2 separate regions of the Mus musculus genome follow, and region 2 is linked to region 1. The links are chromatin contacts, called in public HiChIP or PLAC-seq maps. All regions are on one chromosome and are shown on one strand. The core of a region is the stretch at or near the end of the contact, and the rest is flanking DNA. Distances in the headings are between cores, read along the strand shown. Region 1 holds the start of 1700028K03Rik (RIKEN cDNA 1700028K03 gene). Region 2 overlaps Evi5 (ecotropic viral integration site 5).

The links. HiChIP or PLAC-seq counts read pairs in DNA pulled down with a chosen protein or histone mark.
Region 2: a contact with region 1 is called in a BATF HiChIP or PLAC-seq map of CD8 T cells, with 21 read pairs. The contact joins the enhancer-like site here to the promoter of 1700028K03Rik in region 1. A contact is called at or near these places in 1 of 39 promoter capture datasets (macrophages), 1 of 15 datasets of contacts at CTCF or cohesin (large pre-B cells), 3 of 484 Hi-C or Micro-C datasets (B cells, the HPC-7 cell line and Th1 cells) and 1 of 115 datasets of contacts at active chromatin or transcription factors (CD8 T cells).

The regions. Positions count from the first base shown.
Region 1 is chr5:107,533,419-107,537,735 of GRCm38.p6, forward strand. It overlaps 1700028K03Rik (RIKEN cDNA 1700028K03 gene), which reads left to right and starts at 1,302. Exons shown (of 6, transcript NM_182745.3): 1 at 1,302-1,390.
Region 2 is chr5:107,775,304-107,779,869 of GRCm38.p6, forward strand. All of the region lies in intron 18 of Evi5 (ecotropic viral integration site 5), which reads right to left. Among named protein-coding and RNA genes, the nearest start is that of Gm42147, 36 kb to the left of the region's middle. Within about 2 kb of position 2,103, at least 26 of the 459 cell types and tissues checked have an H3K27ac peak or open chromatin away from gene starts, as enhancers often do. A contact at or near this core is called in CD8 T cells and Th1 cells, where this site is marked.

The sequences.
Region 1 (4,317 bases), core at 52-2,551:
TCACAAGCTCTTCTCTTTTACCCAGATAACTGAATCTAAATCTCAGTTTTCTTATTTTAAAATTAGAAAAGCATGCACCTTACAGAATTTATGGAGAAGCCTTATGAAGTACTGTGTATGAAGTCTATGGCATCGTGCTTAGCACAAAGTTCACAATAAAATTATCTTTTCTCTCCCTCATTCTGGTAAACACCCTTCTTATTAAATACTCTGCTTTGCACTCTCAGAATTGGAGACTCTACTCTCAATCCTGCAAAGTCTCTGGATCGAGAATCATATCATTACTGGATAGGGGACCTCTCAAACTCTTAACAAGGCTCTGTTGCTTAATATTGGGTGCCCCTCCCCCTGCTATGAGCCTTATCTTGCATCAGACGCCTTCTAAGTTCTTTTGGTAATGCCAAGCTTACCCTGCTGATATGGTGAGAAACCAAGGTGTGACTGTAACAGTCTCTCACTTTTCACATCCATCCTGTCTTTCTTTAACACATTGTTCAACAGGAACACAAAAGACTGTAGTTAATTTTAATACTAGGTACATGAAATGCCAACCTTCTGAAATGGTTACCTTTTGCAAAAAATAATCTTTCAGAGTATGTCAGAAGGTTTTTCCTAGAGCCCTTTTGTTCAGGAATATATTTGATAAAGTAAGACACAGGCATAGACTATTCTGCAGTTAGAATATTATTTTTAAATTGTGTGTGTGTGTGTGTGTGTGAGAGAGAGAGAGAGACAGAGACAGAGAGAGACAGAGAGTTTGTGCTGTGTTTGTGGGTGCCCATTGGATTAGAGGTGTTGGATCACTGGAGCTGTAGTTATAGGTGCCTCAGCCACCAGACACAGGCCCTGGGAATTGAAGTCAGATCACCTGGAAGAGCAATACAAGCTTTTAACCACCAAGCTGTCTCTCCAGCCCCTAGAATATTAATCTAATCTAAAACGTACTCCCCACCCCCTTTTGAAACTCTTTATTACTCTGAACACCAGAAATTGAAAAATGTGTTAAGCTTCGTTTAGATCTATTACAGTCTATATATTTTACATACAGAGCCATTATAGAGAATCTAAGTTCACAATTTGGATAAACAGCAGTGTCACTTGGATTTTTGTTGTTGTTGTTGCTACTAATCTAAGGCTACAAGTTCACAGAGATCTACCTGCCTCTGCTGCAACTGAAGGCAAGAGTCCTCACGCCCTGCTTTCCTTTCCTTAGTCAATGAACCCCCCTCCCGCACAACCTTCTTGGTTAACAGCAGTCTTTAGTCAGAGCTGGGTCTGCGGCTGCGCAAAAGCCAAAGTCCAGCATGCACTGCGGCAAGGGCGGCCCTCGGGAAGCCCAGTCCACCGGGCGCTAGGGAGGAGCGAAGTGCAGCAGGGACCTGGCAGTCAGGTGTGTTTGCAGCCTGCGGGTGGTGCCGCAAGCCTGTCTCCCCAGTTTGTTTCTCCCGGTGTGGTGTTTCCTCTGACTTGAGATGCCATCTTTACCTCAGGGCCCGGTGGCCTGAGGGAGGCGCCTTCCTGCCCTTGAGAGGCCCTGACAGGGAAAGTGGTCAGTGTGCCCTGTGGGATTGTAGAGCCGCCTGCACCTCGGGCCTGCCGTGAGCCCTGTGAACTTAAGCTTTATTACTTTATCCACCATTCTTTACTTAAAGAATAGGGAATAGGACACAACGTGAAGATCACGTGGGTCACACGAGCAGGGACGGTGAAGGTGATTTTCCGGAAATCACTCTGCAACCCTAAACATAGTTAAGCGTAGGAACATTCTCCGGCTTGGACAAAACAGGAACAGCAGTCGTGCGTTTCCTTGGTTTTTTAGTTTTTGTTTGTGGGTCTTCTGCCTTCATGTATGTCTGTGTACACGTGCATGTTCGGTGTCCAAGGAGACCATGTGGTGCTGGGAATTGAAGCCCCATCATCCTCTTGCCCTATGAGTCGACGGCCATTCATCTTCAGAAGAGGAAGGCCGCAACTCGAGGCCAGGAGGTTTGGCTAAAGTTAGTTAAGTTGTTGGGACTGAAGGAGTCCCTGACTGCTAGCCTACTTTTTCCCGTAGAAATCCTGAGGTTAGGTTGCTTTCTTAGCCCTAGTTTTCTGATTTCTAATCCTCAACAGTACTCCTTTGGGAAATTACCGACCCCAATTCTTTTTCCGCTTGTCAGTGCTCAAAATTATCTCTCACACAATTGGTTTTAAAACCTAAGAATAAGGGTATGAAGAGTTAAACAAATGTATGAATTACTGATATACACACTCCAGTCTATACTCGGGTATTCGTTTGTGGGTGCAAGATCAAGTAACTGCCATTAGGGTGGAAAGATGAATTTACTTTTTTTTTTTAAATTTATTTATTACTATATCTAAGTACACTGCAGCTGTCTTCAGATGCACCATAAGAGGGCGTCAGATGGTAGTAAGGATGGTTGTGAGCCACCATGTGGTTGCTGGGATTTGAACTCAGGACCTTCGGAAGAGTAGTCAGTGTTCTTAACCACTGAGCCATCTCTCCAGCCCCGAAGATGAATTTACTTTATTCACTATGTGTCAAGGGCTAGAGTAGGTATACCAGAAAATGTCTTTGCTCTCAGAGAGCTGGTTTGTCATTCACTCATTCATGCAATAAATGAGGAAATTATGGAGCAGTAGGTTTCAACTCAGCAGGAAGAACTTGCTAATTATCAGAGCTGTTCATAAGTGGAGTGAAACTATCTTGGGAGACACTGACTGTCCATCACACAGAGTGACTCTCATTTGCATTGGTTGCTTTCTAAATTTAGCTTTGAACTACTTCTGTATTAGGTAACACATAGAATGTAAATCTAGTTGACATTATTTGGTGAAATGAAATACACCTCTAAACAGTCTTGTTGAGAAAATGTGCTAAGTGTTCAGTAGAGTAAGGCAAATTCTGAATAAGTCTCATTTCATTAAAGTGTTGGTTTCTTAGAGAGGATAAGATTTTTAATAAACTAAGTATTTTGTAATGGAAATTTTTATTTATTATGTTAAAGATTTATTTGGGGGCTGGCCATATGGCTCAGAAATTAAGAGCACTGGCTGTTTTTCCAGAGGACTTGGGTTCAATTCCCAATACTTACATGGCAGCTCACAACTGTCTGTTAACTCCAGTTCCAGGAGGTCTAACACACTCTTCTGGCCTCTATGGGCACTAGGCACACATGTGATGCATAATCATACATACAGGCAAAATAACCATACACATAAAATAACAATTCTTTAAAAAATTTATTATTTTCAGTTTTGCATATGATGTGACGTGTGTGTGTGTGTGTGTGTGTGTGTGTGTGTGTGTACACCTGTGTAATGTGAATGCTGGTGTCCAAGGAGACCAGAGGCATCAAATCCTCTTGGAGCTGGAGTCACATGTGGTTTCTAGTCACTGCTCTGGATTCAGGGACTCAAATTGGGTCCTGTACAAGACTAATACACACTTTGAATTGTTGAGCTATCTCTATAGTCCTGAGTTAGCTATCTTCGAAGCACTCTGACTTACACAAAATTTGAGACAATAATGCAGAGTAATGCAATGTGGTGGTTTGGATGAGAGTGGCCCCTATAGGCAAACGTTTGAATATTTGGTGGAACTGCTTGAGAAGGATTGGGAGCTGTTGCCTTGTTGGAGGAGATATCACTGGGAGTGGGCTTTGAGGTTAGTTCTCTCTCTCTCTCTCTCTCTGTCTCTCTCTCTCTCTCTCTGTGTGTGTGTGTGTGTGTGTGTGTGTTTCTCTCTGTGTCCGTGTCTCTCTCTCTCTGTTTATCTCTGTCTCTCTCTCCCCTCTCTCTTTCTCATGCCTATGGATGAGATGTTAGCTTTCAGCTACTGCTTCAGCACCATGCCTATCTGCCTGCTGCAGTGTTCCCCACCCTGATGGTGATAGTCTCCAAACTTCTGGAACCATGAGCCCACAAATTAAATGCTTTAAGTTGCCTTGGGCATGTTTTGTCATGGCAATAGGAAAGCAGCTAAAACACCTCTATAGCCAGTACCTCTCCCCTGATAATGATAATGATAATGATAGCATCTTTTGCCCAGCTTCCCTGTCATTAACATGTTAGCATGGTGGTTCTACTACAGTTAATGAACTGGCTTTGTTATTATTAGCTAAATTCCAGGTTTGTTCAAATGTTTTTAATTTTTACCTAACATTTTTTTTCCTGTTCCAGGATCACAACCTAGATAATACATCATGTTTAATTAAAATATTTCCATAGGTATTTAGACTGGAATATTTTTCAGATTTCCTTTAATGGCCTTGATATCTTTATGGAGTACTATTTAGATCATTTGTAAGATGG
Region 2 (4,566 bases), core at 853-3,352, 240 kb after region 1:
AGAAGAGCAGATGGGTGCCCTTACCCACTGAGCCATCTCACCGGCCCCAATAATATACTTTTAACACACTAAATAGTAAAATACTGTTTCAAATTTGCTCTTTTCCATTTAATGTCTTGTAACTATTTATTCTTTCTAAAAGATATGTATGAATCCAGAGAATACCAAAGACTAACTATTCTATTGATGGGAAAGATTATCAATTGTTAAAAACATCGTAACTTGGGGTTGGAGATGGCTCAGCAGTTAAGAGCACTGACTGCTCTTCCAAAGGTCCTGAGTTCAATTCCCAGCAACCACATGGTGGCTCACAACCATCTGTAATGAGATCTGACACCCTCTACTGGTGTGTCTGAAGAAATGTACTCACACACATAAAATAAATAATTCTTTTTAAAAAAAAATCTTAAAAAAAAAAAAAGATGTCTAAGTATCACATCACCACCCTGGAGCTGTCGCTATGCTGGAAATGACTGTCCCCACATGTACCATACCCCTTTTTTATATGTACAGGCCCTCCTCTGGGGTGTCTGAAGACCGCTACAGTGTACTCATAGCAACAAATCTTTTAAAAAATCATAACTTGGTACAATTTCTAACACTAAAATATATATTATATATATGCATAAATACACACCATCAAAACAAAATAAAAACATTTTGTTCAAAGTAATTTTATAGCTATGCATCAAGAAGGCTGGCAAGATGGCTCAGCAAATAAAAGTAGGAAAGCCTGACTTTGCGCTAAAAGAGGGAAGTAATGAGTCCACAAAGTTGCTCCATGTTCTCTATGTGCAGCATACTGTGGTGTACACATACCCACATTCACACCCACATGCAATAAAGTAAACAAAAAATCAAAAAGAACACAAAATAAATCTAAAATAGAAAGAAAATGTAAGCAGTGATTAATAAAATAGGTTTACAAATGTTCAGAGATAGCCATGGTGGCACATGCCTGAATTCAGCACTCAAGCCAAGACATAAGGATTTTGAATCCAAAGCCAGCCTGGGCTATACAAGACCATGTCTCAAAGGAGAATGAGGTCTTCAGTGTGCACACTTGCAGCAGTTTACTAGCATCATGTCAGCATGCATTCTACAGTGCACGATGTGCTGGCCACTCTGACGTTTGCTTTCCAGATTACATATATGTGCTGGCTACTGAGTCCACTGGCTCTCCCCTTCCTGAGTTTTCTTCAGATACCTGACATACAAGCAAAATTTTCACCTAAAACATGGTTTTTAAATTTTTATAGGAAGAGGACCTTGGTCCTGTGAAAGTTATATGTCCCAGTATAGGGAACTGACAGGGCCAGAAAGCAGGAGTGGGTGGGTTGGTGAGCAGGGGGAGAGAGGAAGGGATAGTGGGTTTTCAGAAGGGAAACTAGGAAAGGGGATAGCATTTGAAATGTAAATAAAAAAATATCTAATTTTAAAAAAAGAAAAAAATTATATATTACTTCTAGAATTTGAAATAATTACTTAATAGACCTTGTTATTTTAGTCCTGTTGGCTAAAATTAAAAACACTTGTTATAAATAAATATACAACCCTAAAGGAAATAACAGAAACAATTAGTAATCTCCCCCATGTTCTCTTCATAAAGATTTCAAAATAAATCTAAGGTTATACATAGGATGTGGGTTCTCTCTGGGAGTAGTATTACAGAAGGTCTGTGGTATTAGCAGGGTCATGACACAACACAGGTTGCTTAGTCTTAGATGCAAGTGTAGAGCTTACATTTTTAAAGTATTTTTTATGTTACAGACACAGAGAAAAAAACTACCAAAGAAGAGATTGTAGCACACAAAGGCAGAGCCAAGCTCTCTCGCCTTCAAAACTACTTTGTTTCTACAGAATACTTTCAAAAAGCTATCTCTTAACTATTTTAAAGGTTAAATAACATTTTATGGCTATATTATGAAATTAGGTTCAACGGTCAGAGAGGCCACAATATTAACTTACAGCAGAGTGAGGACTGTTTTGTTCTAATTGGTTATTTTCAATTCGTCTATTACAGCCAAAGGCCTTATGCATTGGAACTGCACTAGATGACTGCAAGACAGTTGACAGGTTGCACCCTGAGCCAAATGGTGCTGAAACAGAGAACAAGCACTAACTTTAATAAGTTATTACTGATTTCCAACGCAGTCCCAAGGACAGGGAGCACCCTGGCTAATAAGTGAAGTAATACTGAAACATTGAAAACAACCACTAACTTTAATAAGTTACTACTGATTTACAACGCAGTCCCAAGAAAAAAAGTTAATCAGAACAGAAGATGTGGTAAGTGGTAACCTCTCCATGACTTTGAGGTGACTCATTTGAAACATCTAAAAACAAATCACACTAACCTTGTGTGTAACTAACTGATGGATCCTCAAAACAGTTTCCTGTAACTTAAAGTTATGAACACAAAGTTTGAGTAGTCTTTTTAGTAACCAGAAGAAAATGAAAACACATTTGAGTATCTATAAGATATGTGTTCTGAAAAGTACAGAGGAAGAAAAGAAGTCAGACTTATTTTTCTAGCATTTTTTTCATGGCTAAGTTTGACTTACAAAGAGAAACACATACTAGTATTTTAGAGTGACATTTCTGACAAGATTGGACAAATGTACACATGAAAAGATCAGCCTTAGACACAAAAGCTAGAAAATGTTTCTTATAAATTGTAGTTTAACTAGCAGTGAATTATTTTTGTTACAGATATTTAAAATTCCACATAATTCTAAGTTTCTAAAAATGATGAGATATAATTTACATTAGACATTATTTGAAATAATCTTAGGTTTAAAGAAAAACTGAGAAGGTATTTCCATGTACCGAGCAGGCACTTTCCCCATTAGCATCTTACATTCTTCAGTTATGTTTGTAAAGATTCAGGAACCAGTACTGATACATAATTATGAATGAAGCCCACAGTGTACTCAGCTCTGTTTTCTGTAGCTCCGGGCCTGACTTCCCCACTTGCTTTTTCTGTTGTAAGCATTGACCCGAGACATAGCAATAGATTTATTTATGACTTTAGGATCCTTTGGCTGTAACAGTTTCTCAGATTTGTATTTTTCTTTTTTCATGGCTTTGAGCTTCTCTAGTCAAGTGTTTGCAGACTGTCCACAATGGAACATGTGTGCAGGAAGAAGATCCTAAAATGCCATATACAAACTCTAATGACAAGACAGCAGGCAGGGTGGGATAGTCCCTATGCCCAGCTCTCTTTGTTGAGATAGTTACAAACTAGCTATTTCTACATTTTAGAATGCCTGAAGCAAAAGCCCTAAAAGAGAAATATTTTACAATTTAATTAAGTTGTTCAAAAGGGAAACAATAAAGAAATATACTTTGAGGATCAGATGGAATCTTATCAAACAGAAAGAAGTTTGCCAGCTACGACATAGCATATAAACTATCACCCACTGTGCAACTATTAATTTAGGAAGCTGGAAAGTACAAATCAATTACAAAGCTTTATGGTAAATTCCATAATTCAGAAATCACACTGTAATTTCACACCATTAAAAGGATTAAAATTTTAAAGTGGTAGTAAAGAGCTTATCACTTCCTTTCTATCTCTGTCAAAAGTGCAGGCTGCTCTGGGCACACTGATTTAAACCTAGATCCCACATTCTCTGTCAGAACAGAATTGTGAGTGGGCGTTTTCTAAGCCAAGAGTGGTTGGGGTATTGCCCATCTGAGGCATCCCTAGAGGTTATCTATTGGGCAAACTAGCAAAAGTGGGTAAATGTTACAAAGTACCAGGAACAGTACCAAAGTTAGGTTTGAGTAGACCCATACCATTTTAAATGAAAACTTTCCGTTATTTGTAACATAGCAGTACAAACGTAAAGCCTCACTTAGTACACAGTTTAATGTGGTTTTGATAAGACAACAAACATGCTTTTTTTTTTTTTTTTTAAATCACCTAATACAAACTCAGTTCCAGGACTAAGAATCAGGAAGCATGGGTTTAATTCTCACCTATTTTCCTCAACGGAGCTAAAATGAACTTTTCGATGCCTTGTCCCACTACTTGAAAAGTAGAGACAATTCTATATATTGTCAATGTAAAAACAGGGTTCAAACAACATTTGGATCCACAGAGCAGTGGAAAACACCAACAGAGAAAAGGTGATTTCTGCCATTTCCCACCACTCTAAAGATGACACACTCTTACAAGCATTACTCTAAACAAGGTTTAATTTAAGCATTTTAATAGGCTAAATGTTATCTAGCTCATCTCTGATATACTCAGAACCTTTCAGTGATTTTCCATGTTGCTCAGAGAAAAGCCAAAGTTCTTCGGTTCTGTGTAACAGGTCCTAATTATTTCTCAGACTTGCTCCTCTCTTGTCAAAGCCATCCAGAGACTGTTCCCATTTGCTCTTTACTTTGGATAGGCCTTTGTCCTTACTCTTAGCAGTGAATTCTTTGCCCAAATCTGCCTGTCCTACTTTAATTATGTGTGTATGTATGTCAAAGGTGTCAGGGTCCTCTGGAAGAGCAGCACGTGCTCTTTACCATTGAGTCCTCCAGCCCTGCCTGTCTGCCTTCAAAGCCTTG